2 separate regions of the Drosophila melanogaster genome follow, and region 1 is linked to region 2. A link is a contact called in public Hi-C data. All regions are on one chromosome and are shown on one strand. The core of a region is the stretch at or near the end of the contact, and the rest is flanking DNA. Distances in the headings are between cores, read along the strand shown.

The links. A called contact is a pair of places that touch in the nucleus more often than the background predicts.
Region 1: a contact with region 2 is called in a Hi-C map of the S2 cell line, with 9 times the contacts expected there. A contact is called at or near these places in 8 of 107 Hi-C or Micro-C datasets (the D17-c3 cell line, the Kc167 cell line, the S2 cell line and 3 more) and 1 of 7 datasets of targeted methods (the Kc167 cell line).

What each region holds. Positions count from the first base shown.
Region 1 is chr3R:15,094,038-15,097,367 of dm6, reverse strand. CG6966 reads left to right here and starts at 1,737. Exons shown (of 5, transcript NM_001300404.1): 1 at 1,737-2,501. The coding sequence starts at 2,442. It overlaps CG42788, which reads left to right. Exons shown (of 10, transcript NM_169609.4): 10 at 1-1,411.
Region 2 is chr3R:14,739,110-14,742,633 of dm6, reverse strand. eff (effete) reads left to right here and starts at 1,315. Exons shown (of 6, transcript NM_169601.2): 1 at 1,315-1,627; 2 at 1,694-2,254. The coding sequence starts at 2,231. It overlaps jvl (javelin-like), which reads right to left and starts at 1,052. Exons shown (of 6, transcript NM_142132.4): 1 at 43-1,052. The coding sequence starts at 456.

The DNA of each region.
Region 1 (3,330 bases), core at 488-2,987, 350 kb before region 2:
GTCTGATGGCTCTTTAGGCTTAGCCAGGCTTTATCCTCACCTGCGACTAATATCGAAACTGGAATGTGACAGCTCATAGGAAGACATCTTAGTCGATGTGGTGGAGTGCGTTTAAAGAGCTTAGGGATATATTTTGCTGAAATACATATCGAAACTATTATGTGGACGCACAAATGAATGGCAAAGAATATTTTGAAGGGATAGAGCCTAAATATCTGTAACATATCTTAGACTTGCTAAACTTCAAAAGAATATTCAATTTTGTTATAGTCTTCAAAATAGCATGGAACGTACAACACTACATATCTACAAATGTGTGAATTGTTCGGTTTCTTCTTTTTCATTTTTCGCAATTGCCATATCGTGTTATATATCCCTATACTTTAATCGTGCCACCACATCTCTAGGACCTTCTTACAAAATATTTCTAAATAAATTCGATAAATTATCATTAAAAGAACACTCTCTTAACTTAACGCATGCAACTAACTCGAATTTCTCTCTAATCTCCTAAAACAAACATATATTTTTAACTATATTTATATCACTCTCGAATCGTTAGAACTGCTCTGTATACCAAGTCCCTTAAGAAAAGCACTCAACCAATTCCTCAGCCCAAAAGAGGAACCCCATTTAATGAAACACCATGACTTGATTATCTAGACCAATTTATATGAGAAACTTACGGAAATATGTTTATTAAATTATGCTATTAGTATATTTTCTTATGTACATAATTTACACACATACCTAATACCATATACATATATACAAGTACTATACATATAAATATTATAATAAAATTGACCAAACAATAATCAAAATTTTAACTTGTGATATAAAAAAATGGAAAAAGTAAAAGCAAAAAAAAAATAATTATTGAAAACAAAACTTTTACATTTTCTTTGTTTAACAACAAATGTTTTAAAAGAATTATTTTATACGTTCGTTGTTGTTAGAAACGATCAACTTTTTTGTTATTGTTTATGTGTCATATCTTTTGTTGTAGTTGTTGCTGAAGTACAAGAATGCGCACTAAGTTGTAGCTTTAACTAATTATATTATGGTACACAATATGATTAAACGTTAATCAAAGTAAGCAGAAACTCAAGAATAACCCGTTTAAATATAACTAATCGATAATCCATTGTTTTCATTTTGTTTTGGATTTTCCGTTGAGACAAACACACACGTATTCTTAATAAACATAACCGTATGACATATACAAACAAGATATATACAAATATGAACTAAAATAATAATACCTATTAAGTAAAGCATAATCAAATGTACAATGTAAAACAATGTAACTGTTTATGATTTAATGAAAACAAATACAAAATGCATATGAAATTGTATGGAATAAATTCAATAAATAAAACCAAAGTAAAATAATGATAAATACAAATTCAAATTGTTATATCCGGATTTTGTGGCAATAATCTTTTGTCCGCTACTGTTTGATGCTGATTGTTGCTGGTTGCTGCGCTACTCACATTTTATGTTGCCATCCTAACATATGCAGTTGTCAGGAGCTGCCATACTGATGTAAATACATGTGCACTTGCGGACGTTTAGAAATCAAGATGGCAACTCCGTACACGTGTAAAATTTGAGATGGCAGGTCCATATAAAAATACTGTAAATACGCCAAGTGTGACCGCAACTTCGCTTCTCAATCAAATCGCCTAACGCGAAAACAAACGGAAAAAAATGACCAGCCACAGCTGAAAAACGGCATTTTATTTTGCAATCGCGGGCGGGACGGTTCAAAACAGCGCGACTCCTCGCGAGCGATTTTAGAGCATCACAATCGATCTGCTTTCCTGGCTGTCGGACGAGTTTTCGAAAAACTCGGGAAGGGATTTGGATTTGTGCTGAATACCATGTTAAATCAAAACGAATCGTAAAAGTGCGCCGTTTGATGCTCTAGTAACCGAATTAGAGAGCTACAATTACAAATCGCCAGCGGGTCGAAGTAGGGAAATGCAATTTTCGTCTTCCTGAGACCGAAAAAGAAAGAAAGCAAAAAAAGAAAAGAAACACGAAAGGCGAATGCAAAGTGCGCAAAAAGATATATGTATGTTTGTATGCAATTCGATTGCCAGGAAGACACGGAAGCAATAAAAAGTACGGGCAAAAACGCAATCGCAATCGTTACACATATTATATGTACATATATTCGCTCGGTTGGAAAGTTCTTTTGTGCAGAAAATTGAAAAACCAAACAACAAATAAATTGCTAGGCAAAAAAGGCAGCAACAGCATCCTCAAGAATCTGAATCTCGCCGCTCTCTTTCACTCTCTCGCTCGTGCCCTCTCTTTCTCTTGACGAAGGCGAAGAAAGAAGCAAAGCAAAGGCGACATAAAATTACCTAAAATCATTATTTTTCAACGTGCTGCTTGCTGTGGCATTTATGCCAAATAACTGAATCACAAAAATGGATTACAAATTCATTGTTTTCAACGCAGCGAGGGACAACAATTTGGCGCAGTTGAAGGTGAGTTTTGAACATATCGTACGCATTGCGAACTGGGGTTCAACAATTTCTCCTGCACACCTGGGCCGTCCAATTGGAAAGTTGCTAGATTCTTATTGTGATTGTTGTTAGAAATCTCAGCTGCTCAGTAAACTCGGCAGCTTATTTAGCCTTGTGACTAATCAATAAAATTCTCTCGCTCACACACACACTCGCGCACTATCGCGGCACACGCACACACACACAAGCTCTCTCCGCTAAGCCGTACACGCGCATGTGTTCCAGCGGTGCTGTTGGGCCGTCATTCGAATCTGGCTTGAAAATAGCCCAATTATGGAAAAATCTAGATTCGACTTACGTTTATTATGCAAGCGTGTGCTTTTAAGAATGATTGCAATTATGGCTAACCTAATGACCTATCTCCTCAGATTTCGTTGATGATGGGCTTCTGAAAGACCATGAAATAGCATAAAAGACCTACCCAAGTGCGCTAACCTTACATACCTTTGTATTTGTACAACCATTATTGCAACATGAGGAGTGTGATAAGAATATTATATTATATTTCTTGTGTTCCAATAGTTTAGAATGCGAAGTGTGGTTTGTTTGCTGACTTGTAAAATTTCCGCTGATTTTTAAAAACAATGCTAGCATAGTTTATCGATCGCCCAGCTAGAATCTAGCTAAATGCGCCGCACCCCCGCAAGACAATAACAAATACATATGTTCGGTCTGGCTGGTGTGCTGGTGGGCGTATTGGATTCGAAACTTTTGCTTGCGACTGCAAGACTTACGAACGAACACACTCTTTGCATAACCAAAGTTCTTGGGCTCGAGCTTGAGCTGTGGC
Region 2 (3,524 bases), core at 66-2,565:
TAATATTACAAGTTTATCTGGTTCTTTGTGCAACAAACTCACCTTGTGGCAAAACGCGGCTGCCTCCTTGGCCACGCCTACTCCGTCCGCTGAGTGGGCGTGCGTTGATGGCGAGGTCGCGTAGACGAAGAGCGGTAGCGAGCTAAAGTTCCGTTTGTCCTGAAAGCGGCGGCTGAAGAATAACGGCTTGTGGCATCCCGCTGCAGCGGCTAGTATGTTTGTTGTTGTTGCCGTTTTCGTAACACTAGGTGTGGAAGCTACTGCTGCTGCTTCTTCTTGTCTGCGCGTATTTACTGTTGTTGTTGTTGTTGTTATGGGTGCTGCAGTTGTTGTGTTTGCTGTTGTTGCATTTGCTGGGGTCGCCATTGGCGTATCGCAATTTTCTCGTATTATCGCCGCTTCTTCCTCTTCGCTGCAAGTTGTTGTTGTCTGTGTTTGCGTTTTTGTTGTTGGCATGACTACAACTACAGCTACTATAAATCGAATATAAATATATCGACGGAGGCGTGGGCGGTGGCGGAGCTGTGGGCGTGTCCCTGCAGCTGCTGGCGTCCCTTATTGTTGTTTCTGTTGTTCTTGTTGTTATTACTTAGGACCTTGGCATTATCCTCCTCCATCTTTTTTGCTGTTCAAGAAGTCAGCGAAGTTCAGCGCTTGCCAAAACTGAATGATTAGCACTTGCACATCGTCGCGTTTATCTTGGCTTTCTTCATTATTTCTTGTTTTTCAAGTGCAAAAATATTGTACAAATTCTTGGGCCATACAAAAGTGTGAGTTCTGTGTAAAAATTCACAAAAAAATACGCACGAAGCCGATTGCGGGGGTGGGAGAGAGATGGCGATACACGAACGAGTTCAAAGGGCCGCCAAACTAGGAAAAACACGCCAACAAATCAAACAAAACACTTGCACAACCGCAATTCGATCAATGTCGAAGCAAAACAGCCACTAATATTAAGTATATTACTTAATTAACAAACACTTTTGTTTGAAATATTTTGCAGACAGTTAAAGTTAGAGCTGGAACCAAAATCGATGTTTATGCGATACTATCGATGTATAGGGTAAGAGGGCTGCATTGATTAAATTCAGCTACCGTCGATTGTTTTAACTGTTCATACTATTATAACGGCAGTTTCAGACAGCGGAAGCGCCATTTGGAGTAGTGAGAAAATAAAAAGTTAAATTAAATGAACCAGTTTATTTTGTTAAAAATATTTTCATCCTTATGATAATAAAATCTAAATACTAAAAATCTACTAACGCCTGTTATTCCCAAAAACTATCGATAGCACAACGGAAAATATCGACAAGTATCCTGAATTGGCACGTCGGCCTTGCCAGACCAGCGCTCTGGAGTGAATTTAAATTTTAAAATAACGCCCTGTCAATTCAGTTGTAGAACTCAGTAGCTAGTCGGAAAGTTTTCAAGAACTCGGATTACCAACATCTCAAAATTGCTCAGTAAAAACATTCCGGCAGCCTGCAACACGTTGGGTGTTAACAAATTTACATACAAGTTGCAAGCTTTTGGGCGCACGCACCATCGATAAGAAGGTAGTTCGAATAAAATATAACACCTCCTCGCTGCCGGTAAAACTATTTCTTCTGGCTGTTCCCGAACTAAAGTGAGTATGAAGAGTCTTGCATTGGCAATCAAATTGTAATTAACTGATTCATCCCTCACCTAAAAGGCGTTGCCACCCAATCGATCTGGCCACCCCTAGCGAAAAGGTCATATAGCTGGACTGCTCTGCTGGACTTCCGCTTCACAACACTACCACACGACACAGACACACCATTCCTCTCGCTCGGGCTTACACTTCGGTGTAACGATTGTGCTTCGTTGCGTTCTCAGCTCACTAACGGTCGTCTCTATCGCACAAACGGTCGAAAGGCCCCGCATTGATTGTGAAAAAATAATCGTCGCCGTAGTCTTCGTCGGGTCGCCGTTTTTACTTGCAGTGCGCTGGTGCTGCTTTATTTCGTGACAAGGGACACTCAACCGAAAGAGCCATATTTAAGCATCAAAGTTCTAGAGGCGCAACGCAGCTTTGTGTTTCGTTTTTCGTTCAATTCTAAGCAGGAGGATTATATATTGAATAAAACCCAATTCTGTGCGAAGAACAAAAGAAATACGCGAGACACCAACACCAGCACACAACCAACCAAACACACACACAACCAACCAAACACACACACAACCCAGAAAATCAAATTTCAATCAGAAAATGGCGTTAAAAAGAATCAATAAGGTATGTGAAAAAAGGAATATCTCAAAAAACTTTGCGAAACGGACTAAAAAAAGAAAGAACAGAACCCTTTGCGATACACCAAAATGATAGTCTAAAAAAAAAGCGAACAGACATCAGTTTTCAACGGGAGAAAAATTTTATGCAAGAAATGTGAAACGTAGGTAGTAACCGAGGAGAAGAAAGAAGAAGCGGGGGGAAAGAAGCGTGCAAGAGGGAAGGGAGAAAATGAGCTGTGGAGTTACCATTTAATTAATAAGTTAGTAATTAGGAGCAGATTAGAAATTTTGAGGGTGGTGAAAAAGGTATAAGGATGTGTGTGTGTGGTGGGCAAGGCAACGTGTAGTGCAGTCATCGCTTCCGTTACTTTTGCGAGAGTGTGGGATAAGTGTGTGTGCGATGCGTGTGCGTGAAAGTGCAATGCAAATGTGCATTGTTTGTGTGCGTGTGTGCCGGGCACCTGGATGCATTTACATTAATGCAACTATACGGCGGAGTTTTCGCAGCTCTACGGGCGCTGTTACCCAATACACGCTGTACACGGCACTCGCACACACTCTCAGCCTCGCAACAGTCACACATAAACGCACACACTGCCAGCGCCGCAGAAAGATCCAGCAAAAAATAAAACAGAGCAAAAGCAAGAAGCGTATAAAATTAACCTAACCCTACTTTTTGCGCTGATAATTCAGAAATAGTGCTGCCCCCAAGCATATATATTTATATATGTATTTAGGTAGAGTGGTTCTAGCGTGCGTGCTTCGATAATTATTTTTAAAGTGCCTGCGCGTCGTTTGTCCTTGTCCAGTAAATGCTTTTTTACACCCCAATGTTCAAGGCCCTGACAACCCGATATTTTTTCAAAGTCATCCCAGCCTTCCTCAAAAGCATTAGTAATATCTCGAAGTTGTGGAAATGTTACTTGGCAAATTGGGATCTTTTTTTACGTTTGAAGCCGGTTATCATAGTCATACCCCACACACACACACATTAAAACGCTCGCAAATACAAAGTCTCGCCATCACTTGGCTATGGCCATTGCATGCCATCTCGCTCTGGCCCTGGCGCATTCCCTTTGCCCGCGACAGCTGAGGCCTCATTCGGTCCCGCTCGCGCAATGGGGCAGAGCCAAAGAGAGCGCAAGTGTGTGAGTGCTAGCGGGGCTTAGTGTTGCAAAACACCGTCAGCCAAAAGGGGGCCCCCAAATAATTAGTTATAAATTATAATTAAGCATAATTTACATACAAAATGAGCAGCGAATGCGGAATTTGTT